Linked DNA regions of Mus musculus: regions 1, 2 and 3 are each linked to region 4. Evidence: chromatin contacts called from public HiChIP or PLAC-seq, Micro-C and capture Hi-C data. All regions are on one chromosome and are shown on one strand. Each heading gives the region's core, a stretch centred on a gene start, on an enhancer-like site or on the middle of the called end of the contact. The rest is flanking DNA. Distances are from core to core; before and after follow the strand shown.

Region 1 (2,700 bases), core at 51-2,550, 230 kb after region 4:
GCCCAGATGTGGACTGTGACACGCATGCATGGCCATACACACAACAGGCAGAGAAAGTTTAGGGTTAGTCAGGTGAGCTGGCACAGGTGATCTCTGCACTTGGGAGGCAGGGTCAGGAGGAGCAGGCCATCCCTGACTGTACAGAAATCTGAGGACAGCCTGGTCTACAAAAGAGCCCATTTAAAGAAAAGGATTTGCACGGTCTAACACTGAATGTAATTGACAACTGTGTCGTTGCCAAGGAAACCATCTGTGCACTGTGACTCCAGACTCCCATATGCTTTTGCCACATTTCAAGCTGTTACTAAAAAGCAAATTCTTAAAACCCAGACTTCCACCAAGTCAGCCACCTCTCCAAAAGCGAGGCTAAGGCCCGAGCAATCCACAGCCTAATGAGGGTCGCTTCCTTAAAATAACAAGGAAAGGGAAACTGCAAGGAACTGTGGGAGCGCATTTGACTCCTGCTGCCTTCGAGACAGCCACGATGTGTCAGAGCCACCATAAGGTGCACATTCACGTCTCAGAAGACGGCTCGGGAGACAACTCTCGGGGCTGAGGACTACAAGCCTGTCTGTACAGGGAGAGGGATGCACAGACACGCAGCCAGGGCTATGTTTCTCCGGAGCGTGAGTTAGTCTTGATTTTCACCGGAAAAACTAACTCCTCCATCCTGGAGTTAGGAAACGAAACGACCCCCAGTGTGTGCTGGGATCCGCACGCTCCTCTCCCGTGCAATTTACTTGAGGACTTAGTTTCAGATCACCATGCGCACGTGAGAAGAGCAAGGGCGTACCGGGTGCCCTGCAGCGGGGGTGAAGAGGCGGTCGGACCTCTGGCAGGCAGCGCAGCCATCTCTCCAGCTCCCGTAGCTCTCAGGGGCCTTTCTCCTGGCTGACTGGGTTAGCTCGGGCTGCTCCCAAGCGTCCGACCACGCCCGCCGGCTCGGCCGTGCCCCTCCCATCCGCGCACGCCGCGGTCCCCCACCGTCCCCTCACCCCCGTGGCCTGGGCGGTGTGCGCACGCGGAGAGGCCCGGCCTACCTAGCGGAGCGCACGGGGTCCGGCTGCAGAGAGGGGCTCGGTCTCCTCACGCGGGCCCGGGCTTCCCGGAGGGAGCGCGGCGGCCGCCTGAGGAACACGCACGCGGCGGGGCCCGAAGCCACGGACCTGCTCTGGCGCGGGGCAGAGGGGGCGCAGCCGGGAGACCCCAGACCGCCGAGTCGTCCGCCTCAAGCCGGTGGAAACTGCCCCGTTACCACAGAAGCACCGCGCACGCGCCACGAGCCACTTCCGGGACTGCCCGGAAAGCGTCAGAGCACGGCGTCCCGCCCCTCTCAAGGCGGGCGCACATGCGCAGAAGCCCTGCTGAGGGCGAGAGGAAGTGTTTATGCCAGCAGTTGTGCGTTTGTGGAAAGTCGGCCAGCGCAGTTGCCAGGCAACTAGTTGAGAGAGGGCGTTGTTTTCGCGTGTGTATCGTTATATTGATTGTTGTTTAAACGTCTAAAGATGATCGTGGAGCCGAAGAGATGGCTCAGCGGCCAAGAGCAGTGGCTTCTTGGGGAAGACCCAGATTCTATTCCCAACACCTACTGGACGGCTCACAGGTCCAAGAGAACCAACACCAGTTCTTGGAGAACTGACGCCCTCTTCTGGTCTCTGTGGTCATTGCACGCAGTGGTGCTTAAACTTCTTCAGGCAACATACTCATATACATGTAAAAACAAAAAACAAACAAACAAACAAACAAAAAAAGAGTTCCCCAGCTCAGATCTAGCACTGTCCTCTGAGAGGCTGCCTACTTGGAACATCCCGAGCGGTATGATAAGGGGAATGGTTCCTACTCCCTGAGATGTTTAAGATTTATTTCCGTGCATGGATGTTGTCCCTGTGTGTATGTATATGCACCACATGCTTGGGGAGGCATGAAAACTGTGTAGGAGCCCCTGGAACAGGAGTTACAGATAGTCGAACCATCATGTGGGTACTGGGAACCGAACCATGGCTCTCTTCAAGAGCAACAAGTACACTTAATTACTGAGCCCCATGTACTAATAGGTCAGTATTAAGCCTGTTTGAAACACAAAAGTCCTGCTCTATGAAACATTCCACATAGAGTGTTTAAGGTGTCAGATAAAATGACAACATAGTTAGCTAGATTCCAGAATGGGGGTTCCAATGAACCAATCAGGGAAAGCGGTTTTAGAGAGAGAGAAAGGACAAGTGTCAGTGAGGAAGAACAAAATGTGATTGGTCCCTACAAAATTAGTTTCCTTGTTGGGCAACTTGGCAGGCCTTCCAATCCCTGCACGCAGGAGGTAGAGGCAGGGGGTGGGGGGGGGCGTCTCTGTGAGTTCTAGGCCAATCAGAACTACACAGAAATGTTCTGTCTCCAAAACAATTTTTAAAAATGTAAGGCAGGAACAGGGTTACAGAACAATGGAATAAAAACTGGCCGCTGGTTACCTGTCTTAAGGGACCTCAGTACAACACAGAGGAAACAGGCCTGTCTAGGACACTTGGTGATCATCTACTTACTCCCATCCCCTGAGAAGTCAAATAACAAGGTTTAGTTAGCGTACATAGTGTTTGGTTTGTCGTCGTCGTGTTTATTCCTGTTGGGGCTCAGGGGAAGAGTTGGGTCCAGAGTAGAGGGCTCCTTTAGGTTGGTTTCACAGGGCATTGTTACTATGACCTTCCCAGG
Region 2 (2,700 bases), core at 46-2,545, 240 kb before region 4:
TTTGTACAAGGAGATAAGAATGGGTCAGTTTGCATTCTTCTACATGCCCACCACCAGTGAACCAGCAACATTTGTTGAATATGCTGTCTTTTCTCCAATGGGTAGTTTTGGCTTCTTTGTCAAAGATCAAGTGGCCATAGGTGTGTGTGGGTTTATTTTTGGGTCTTCAATTCTATTCAATTGATCTACCCCTACCCGCCTGTCTCTGTACCATGCAGTTTTTATCACTATTGCTCTGTAGTATAGCTTAAGATCAGGGATAGCGATTCCCTCAGAAGTTCTTTAATTGTTGAGAATAGTTTTTTGTTATTCCAGATGAGTTTAAGAATTGTTCTTTCTATCTCTGTGAAGAATTGAATTGAAATTTTTGTTGTGGATTTCATTGAATCTGTAGATTGCTTTTGGTAAGATGGCCATTTTTACTATGTTAATCCATAAGCATGGGAGATATTTCCATCTTCTGAAGTCTTCTTCAATTTCTTTCCTTAGAGACTTGAAGTTCTTGTCATACAACTCTTTCACTTGCATGGTTAGAGTCACACCAAGGTATTTTATATTATTTGTGATTATAGTGAAGGGTGTTGTTACCCTAACTTCTTTTGCAACCTGTTTATCCTTTCAGTAGAGGAAGGCTACTGATTTGTTTGGGTTAAATTTATATCCAGTCACTTTGCTGAAGTTGTTTATCAGCTATAGGAGCTCTCTGGTGGAATTTTGGGGGTTGTTTATGCATACTATCATATCATCTGCAAATAGTGATATCTTGACTTCTTCCTTACCAATGTGTATCCTTCTGACCTCCTTTTTAAGGTGTACTCCTAATATACACTTTGTTACACAATTGGCTCCCATTTCTTTTCTGTTTCGGCAGTTTGTTTTTAGCTGATATAATTAGACCACTCACATTTAAAGTGATATGGCCCTATTGTCTTCCAAGAGCCCGTGAAGAAGAACAATCGTCCTCCGATTACAGTGTTTAAGCATTGTTTTTGTTTTGTTTTGTTTAAGCTCAAAGGCCCAAACTCTTCCACATTCCCCCAAAACACATGGCCAGGTCTGGCACAGCAATAGGCCATTCTCAGATGCCAACTTCAGAACTAGCTAGTGTCCTATTGTGTGGCAAAACACCACAGCCAAGTCAACTTACTGAAGAAAGTGTGACTCAGGCTTGCAGTTTCAAAGGTGGAAGTGTGTGATGGTGGAAGGAAGACGCGGTGCAGGCACAGCTGAGCTCACACCTCAGCCCTCAAGCAGGTGACAGGAGTGGACGGTGAATGATGCACGGTTCAGAAACCTCAAAGCCCGCCCCCAGTGGCACACTTCCTCCCACAAGCCCACATCTCCTAAACCTCCAAACAGCTCTGTTAACAGGGGACCAAGCAGTCAAATGTCTGAGACTACGAGGATGTTCTTAGTCAAGCCACGAGGAGCCTGCCTGACTCTATTTTGAAGGCAGAAGCCATTCTGTTGATTTGTTAAAAGTAACTTTACTCTAAGAGCTGGGGTTTTAAGTTTCTGTTTCCTGGAACCTGACCTGCCCAAACCCATGACATTGACTTGTTTTTGAGAACATCCTGACCCCCCCCCCTAATCTGGGGCCACATGAAGATGGCTGGTTTTGTTGGTTGGTTGGTTTTTGGGGTTTTTTTTGAGGTTTTTGTTTTTCTGAGATTTTTCTGTATTTCTCAACTGCCCTACTGTAACGTCTGTTAAACTGCTTTGCGACTTCTCATACTTCTCATGCTGAGAAATAGACCTAGCATATCTCTTGAACCCGACTTAGGGGACAGTCCCTGGTCAGTTTTCTGGTGTGCCCCAATAAAATAAAACTTGTTCCAAATTTGGCTCAAAAATGGTGGTAGTGGTCTTATTCTCGACCAGTGGGATTAACAAACCAGGTTCTTTTTCTCCCTTTATTCTTGACCTCAAACTCCTCCCAAACCTTCTCAGAGAATCTGTGTTGAATGCTGTCTCCTCCAGGCTCCTCTGTGACCCCACAAACATGCTGCATGTGGGGAGATTGGAGTGGGGTGCTCTGTAGACTCCCGGGGAGCATGGGCTGTCCCTGTCCTTAGGTAGGACAGGGTGGTAGATAGGAGCTGATGTAAGAATGTACCCTTCCTGCAGCAAGATGAGCCTCTGGCCATGTGCATGCAGGAGGGACTCTGTCGTAGAGAAAGTTCTGGAAATATTTCATATGTACTCTTTCTGTTCCCCATTACTCAGAGGGTCTGAGGGCTCCTTGAGATGAAAGTCAGGAGGTTGTGGGGTCTCTCTTAGATTACACTGAAGCCCCCATCAGAAATTCTAGACTATTCCATGCAGTCTTTGGCAATGATCAAAACCCCCATGCTGCTATCCCTGGACTTCTGGCTCCAGTGGTCTCCATGCTGCCAAGGTTCCCTGCTTGACCTGCCTCTGCCCTGCTGGTTTGGGGCAGTGGCCTGCTTTCAAAACTCATTTCTCCCAAGAATGCAGTGCAAGACTTTGATTTCCACGTTGTCTGGCACCTTTGTGTCTGTGTCAGGATGGCAGTGAGCCCCCCAAGCAGAGGCTGGGGGACCACAACATTTACCACAGTACAAAATGCATTTGATTTTTTGATTTGTCCCTCATTTAACAGATCACCAGGCAAGTTGTGGAAACCAGTAGCTGTCATCCTCCAAGGGGCGGTGAGTGTGTGTGTGTGTGTGTGTGTGT
Region 3 (2,700 bases), core at 118-2,617, 210 kb before region 4:
GTTGTCCCACCTTGCTGGATTCCTCCTTCCTTCGTCCTTTCTCTTTTCTGAGCCTGCTTTCCCAACACTTAGTGTTGTGTTTTATAAAAAGATAAGGGGAGAGGGAATATGTTTGGTGGAGGTGCGGTCAGGTGTGGGGGGAGGGGTGCCTCCAAGGGACCCATCCTGAGGCAGCCCTTCCTCCTGAGGGACCAGCCACATGATGGTATAGTGTAGAACAGAGTTTATTCAGGGCATGGGGAGGGGAGTTGAGAGAAAGGCAGAGAGACAGAGAGAGATAGAGAGAGACAGAGAGAGACAGAGAGAGACAGAGAGAGACAGAGAGAGATAGAGAAGACAGAGAGAGTAGAGGAATAGAGGCCAGCCATGAGCATGGAGTGAGAGTGGGGAGGGGAACGGAGAGAGGGCGAGGGGGCGAGAGGACAGAGCAAGAGCAAGAGGGCAAGGGAGAGCAGAGGGGGCAAGCAGCCCCTTTTATAGTGAGTCAGGCACAGCTGGCTGTTGCCAGGTAACTGTGGGGCAGAGCCTAGACTAAATGCCAACACTTAGGGCTTCACCATTTTGCAACTGCCTGTTTGCCACATGGCTGGCTTTCATGCTTAATTCAAACATACAGCTTTCCCTCTTTCTCTTTTCAGTCTCGCCCCTCTGGGCTGCCCAGATTTACATACACCTTGCTTGCTTTGAGGTTTTTTCCTTTAAAAGCTAATAAAGTTGCCCTTAACTTTCCTTTTGAGTCACTTCTTAAATTCTTTTATTAATGAGACACACACACACACACACACACACACACACACACACACACACAATTCTCCAGAAAGAACCTATTTTTTTCAAAACCATGTGACAGTCCTTCCGGGTCTCCTCAAATCTAGGCTGTGTCGGAGAGGCTCACTCCTCAGCATCCACTGTCCACGTGTGAGATCTGGTGTCCCCTCCATCACAGGTGAGGGCCCCTCTAGTGTGAAGGGCTGGATCCCAAGGTCAAGGGGACAGGAAGCCTTGGCTGAGGTCAGGCCTGAGTCTGGGTCCTGAGTGGTTCTGGTGTAACCTGGGCAACAACGACTTGGGTGCTGGGAGATCTCAAGCCACAGTTCTGTGTCCAAAACTGCCTCTCTGTGGGGGTCTGTGCCCTCTTCACTGGGCTCATTGTGACCCTAGTGAGACCTTGCCTTGCAGAAGATTGAGGCATTTTTGTGTGTGTAAATTACCCCAGCTCTCCAGTTCCTTGCTCCACTCTGGCGCTGAGAGGAAGAGAACCTCATTTGAGAACCTGCCTCCATCAAATGACCTGTGGGCGTGTCTGGCATGGCTGTATCTCCTTTTATGATTGACGTGCGCGGGTCCGGCCCACTGTGGGCGGAGCCATTCTTAGGCAGGTGGTGCTGAGTTCTACAAGAAAGCAAACTGAGCAAGCCATGGGGAGCAAGCGTTCCTCCATGGCCTCTCCGTGTCAGCTTCTGCCTCCAGGTTCCTGCCTTGAGTCCCTGCCTTGTCTTCATGATGAGCTGTAAGCTGTAAGATAAAATAAACCCTTTCATGCCAAGTTGCTTTTGATCGTGGTGTTTGTTACAACAACAAAAAGCAAACTGAGAGATGAAACCCTGAGGCAGAGGAGGCTGAGGAGGTGCGGGTGGCTGGGGAGAGACTGCATGAAGGACAATGAACCTCTCCAGCCTCCAGAAATTTTGCTTTTGTGCAGAAAACCCCTGGGCTTCAGCCACAAGCAGCTAGAACCAAGTGGCTCAAAACAAAGGAAACCGTTCTTTTCCCATCCTTATGCCTAAGGTCCCAAGTTAAGGGTGGGTGGAGCCAGGCTCCCGCAGAGCCTCTGGAGAAGAGGCACCTCCAATCTCCTCCAGCTTTGATGGCTCAGGTGTCCCTTGCCCTGTGGCACTTCTGGCTTTCCCTCCTCTTCCTGGGTGATACCGCTTCTTAAAAGACATTAGTGAGCTAGAATCCACAGACCTCAGTGTGACCTCCCTGTAGCGGGCACTGTCCAAAAACCTTTATTTCCATGTAGGCTCACATGCTCAAATCCTGAAGCTTTGCAGACATTGACATGGGGGAGGGGGACCCACTTAATCCACTCTGCTTTGGTGTGGCTTTTTAGAGAGAATGCGTTATCTATCTATCTATCTATCTATCTATCTATCTATCTATCTATCTATCTATCTACCTACCTATCTATCGCTTCCTCCCCTCTCCCTCCCTCCTTCCGTGTGAGTCCCAGAGTGATCTAGAAGCTCTCCCGCCCACTTGAGACACGGCTGAGTTTAGATTTGGGTTGCAGGATGGCATTTATGACCACGGAGTGGGCATGGAGGGCTGGCAGGAGAGACTTATGAAATATTCATAGACAGCAATAATCTTCTCCGATAGCAGCCGAGGCCAGGCTTCGTCCAGCGCTGTTGATTTAGGAGCACTGTTAATTATCGCCTGCCAAGGATAATAAACCTGCCCAGAGTCAGTCTGAAGGCTCTGCAGCCTGAGGCCCCATCTCCAGGGTCTCGACTTGCGTGGCTCAGTGGTCACCGTTGTCTCCACCTGGAAGGAAATCTGAGCCACTAGAGTGACTTTGGAGGCTGCCTCCTCACTCAGTGGTCAGATCTGTCACTTCACCTCTAAGATGGGAGAGAGGAGGGTGAGGAGGTGGTTGAGTCAGTAAGTCTTACCCAACTCCACGGTGTGAGCTTGCAT
Region 4 (2,700 bases), core at 77-2,576:
AGGAGCTCAGCTAGGGTCTGAGATGGATCCATGCTTTATATTCTGATCAACCCTTGGCCTAAGTCTCCTGCTCCCCGTGGAAGCACTGCCTGCCGCGAGTCCTCGTTCTGAGGCCAAAGGCAAAAATCTACAGTAAAACCAGATGCAGGGGTCAGCCAGAGCAGAAGCTCAAGCGTGCATCCAGCTTCAGAGGGGTCCAGACCTTTCTCACCCTGGGGCAGGGAGGGCCTCAGCTCTCCACCTGCCAGATGTTTGCTCTACAGAATTTGATGGTGACCGCTTGTCCACAGGAAGGGAATGATTGTCACTGTGGAGTTGAGGGGACAGTCAGAGCCGTGTCTGGAAGCTGACCAAAGGGACTTTCCAAGCAGGTAGTAGCTCTCAGTCTAGAATTGCAGCCAGGAGGGCGTCATCAGGCCTCAACAGAGTGGCCTGACCCAAGGGCTGTGTGCCTGGGTTTATAAATAAAGTTTTATTGGCACACAACCATGCCTGTTAGTGTTTATGAGCTATTAGGATTTAACAAAAACTCCTCCCACCCAGTATAATGTTTTTAGTTATTCTTTGATAGTTCATGTATACAAAAACTTTTATTCTGACCCTTTGTAGAAATGGCTGGCAGACTCCTGCTGTGGGGGAGGTCCAGAGGGAGAGGCCGTGGAGAAGTCGAGTGGAACTCAGGCATCCTAATGGAGAAGAGGATCACATAACAGGAGCCAGCAGCACCCCAGACAGTGTGGAAGGAGCAAGAAGGAGCCCCAAAGCCATCGTAGGGCAAGCAACACAGTTCTAGAAGGACGGGAGGGGCTGTCCTCACTGCTGACTAGGGCTGGCAGCATTGGCTATGGGGTTGGACCCTGCCTTTCGCCTCCCCTCAGCGGCTGCCTGAAGTCCCAGGGTTAGGGAACATCAGGAGACAGTTATGTGATAATCGATTGCTGTAACTTAAGCATATGCTGTGACCCACACTAGACTCTAGGCACAGGGGATATTGCAGCTTTGCAGACAGAGTGAGCCATGTAGACAGGGTATCATGAGCAGAAATGAGGCCGTGTGTAGGAAGGAAAAGGGCTGGCGTTCTCCGTTGCTCGTCTGTGGCTGTGATAAAACCTGGTGGCCAAAGGCAGTTTGTTTGAGGAAGGGGTTATTTCAGCTTACACTTCCAGGTCACACAGTTCATCACTGAAGGAAGTAGGAGAGCTGTGAGGTTTGCTGGGCTAGCAATGGGTGGATAGCAGATTTGGGAGAGGATGTGGGTAGGAAGGAGTAGGCCCTGTGGGAAGGGGCAAGCCAGAGCAGAGGCAGGCCCCTCTGGTGCAGCATATGAGGCCTCTTGGCGCCTCCTTGTGGACCCCACCAGCTCCTCCTGCGGAAGCCACGCCTTCCTTAGTGTATACTTGACTGACATGTCTGCAAGGCCGGGATAGAGGGCAGCTTAGGTCTTCACCGTACAACAGGCAGAGGTGCCCAAGCAAGGTAGACTGAGTGGCTGTGTATGGGAGGAGATCTGGGGGAGGGAGGCTCCAGTCGGTGGGATGCAGACACCAGGAGACACCTGTGTGTCTGGATCGTATGTTTTTAGGGCAGCCAGGGCCATTCACTGTATCAGAGAGAGAATCTCCACCTGCAAGTGCAAGCCCCAGCACCGCCTAGTGGCCACTGCGTGAACTGCAGTTCTCTGCAGCTTGGGGAGGAACTTGTCTGAACTCACAGAGGTGGCAGCCCGCTGTAGTTCAGAGTGGTAGGAAGATGTATTCTCATCTGGATTGTGGTGATGGGATGTTTACTTGACCACATTGTAGGCTCCAAGTGTTTGAGAGTTTTATTTCTGTAGGTACAACGGAATAAAGCCAAAATTAAGGCGGCTTTTCCGCAGGCTGGCAGTTACACTAGAACCATTCAGGACAGCTCAGAGCTACTGACCCTAGCAAGGACACTCCCTCTCCTGGGAGAGTTTGCGCCCTTCCTGGGACTCCCACTGCTGAGGACGGGAGCCTCATGAGTGACAGCCATCACACAAATGATTCCATATCTGTTTATTGATAATAAAGATGTGAGAAACTCTAAATTATAGAGTCTGTAGGGACCCATACACTGAACATCAACAAAGAACCGGTCCCACCAAGGAGTGTCCAGTCCAAAGGCCTGAGGCACACAGGCTTAACATGCTGAGACACGTCAGACCTGGCTTCTGTGTGTGTGTGTGGGGGGGGGGGTATGTGGTACCTGTTTCTTTCTGATGTCCCCCGAGGGTCATCTAGATTGTGACATTCAACATTAAATTCACTAACTTCTCCAGCCAAGCATATGTGTCTACATGTTCAGTTGCTGAACCTGTGAGGTCAATGTTCAGCATTTTGGGCACGATCATGCCGGGAGCAAGCAGTCGTGGTAGAGACGGGAGGCAGGCAGGCAGGCAGGCAGGCCGGCCATACTGGGCTTCCTTAAAGCCAAGTAACTCAGCTCTAATGCCCAGGTAAGCTGTCTGCAGGCTTTGGGAGGGGGGTGCCCCACAGATCAGATACGTGCCTTGGAAAGCCTACAGACAAGACAGCAACAGGAGCCGAGGGAGGAGCCAGCAGCAACAGTGTGGCCTTGCCTCTGACCATGCATGCAGATGGGGTAAGGTTGGAGGATGAGAAATGCATGCGCCCAAGACTTCACTCCAGGACGACAAGTTCAAATCTAGGATAGGTGGCG

Evidence for each region. A called contact is a pair of places that touch in the nucleus more often than the background predicts. HiChIP or PLAC-seq counts read pairs in DNA pulled down with a chosen protein or histone mark. Capture Hi-C pulls out chosen DNA fragments and counts their contacts.
Region 1: an HNF4G HiChIP or PLAC-seq map of pancreatic cancer cells shows a contact between it and region 4. The contact joins the promoter of Rae1 here to the enhancer-like site in region 4. A contact is called at or near these places in 1 of 39 promoter capture datasets (pre-B cells), 3 of 484 Hi-C or Micro-C datasets (B cells, CD4 T cells and natural killer cells), 1 of 115 datasets of contacts at active chromatin or transcription factors (pancreatic cancer cells) and 2 of 9 other capture datasets (adipose tissue and liver).
Region 2: a contact with region 4 is called in a Micro-C map of B cells, with 3 times the contacts expected there. The contact joins two enhancer-like sites. A contact is called at or near these places in 1 of 39 promoter capture datasets (liver), 6 of 15 datasets of contacts at CTCF or cohesin (CD8 T cells, the NIH/3T3 cell line, embryonic stem cells and 2 more), 120 of 484 Hi-C or Micro-C datasets (the 63-12 cell line, B cells, the C2C12 cell line and 66 more), 36 of 115 datasets of contacts at active chromatin or transcription factors (the 230-238 cell line, CD4 T cells, CD4 single positive thymocytes and 27 more) and 4 of 9 other capture datasets (adipose tissue, embryonic stem cells, liver and 1 more).
Region 3: a capture Hi-C map of embryonic stem cells shows a contact between it and region 4, with 6 times the contacts expected there. The contact joins two enhancer-like sites. A contact is called at or near these places in 2 of 39 promoter capture datasets (HPC-7-derived erythroid cells and liver), 6 of 15 datasets of contacts at CTCF or cohesin (CD8 T cells, the NIH/3T3 cell line, embryonic stem cells and 2 more), 135 of 484 Hi-C or Micro-C datasets (3T3-L1-derived adipocytes, the 63-12 cell line, B cells and 74 more), 40 of 115 datasets of contacts at active chromatin or transcription factors (the 230-238 cell line, CD4 T cells, CD4 single positive thymocytes and 29 more) and 4 of 9 other capture datasets (adipose tissue, embryonic stem cells, liver and 1 more).

What each region holds. Positions count from the first base shown.
Region 1 is chr2:172,998,717-173,001,416 of GRCm38.p6, reverse strand. Rae1 (ribonucleic acid export 1) reads right to left here and starts at 1,300. Exons shown (of 12, transcript NM_175112.5): 1 at 1,041-1,300.
Region 2 is chr2:173,468,551-173,471,250 of GRCm38.p6, reverse strand. No RefSeq gene overlaps it. Among named protein-coding and RNA genes, the nearest start is that of 1700021F07Rik, 53 kb to the left of the region's middle. Within about 2 kb of position 1,295, at least 62 of the 459 cell types and tissues checked have an H3K27ac peak or open chromatin away from gene starts, as enhancers often do. A contact at or near this core is called in B cells, CD4 single positive thymocytes, CD8 T cells and 8 more, where this site is marked.
Region 3 is chr2:173,443,223-173,445,922 of GRCm38.p6, reverse strand. No RefSeq gene overlaps it. Among named protein-coding and RNA genes, the nearest start is that of Gm14642, 50 kb to the right of the region's middle. Within about 2 kb of position 1,367, at least 9 of the 459 cell types and tissues checked have an H3K27ac peak or open chromatin away from gene starts, as enhancers often do. A contact at or near this core is called in CD4 single positive thymocytes, Th1 cells, Th2 cells and 1 more, where this site is marked.
Region 4 is chr2:173,228,682-173,231,381 of GRCm38.p6, reverse strand. All of the region lies in intron 2 of Pmepa1 (prostate transmembrane protein, androgen induced 1), which reads left to right. Among named protein-coding and RNA genes, the nearest start is that of Zbp1, 11 kb to the right of the region's middle. Within about 2 kb of position 1,326, at least 91 of the 459 cell types and tissues checked have an H3K27ac peak or open chromatin away from gene starts, as enhancers often do. A contact at or near this core is called in B cells, CD4 single positive thymocytes, CD8 T cells and 9 more, where this site is marked.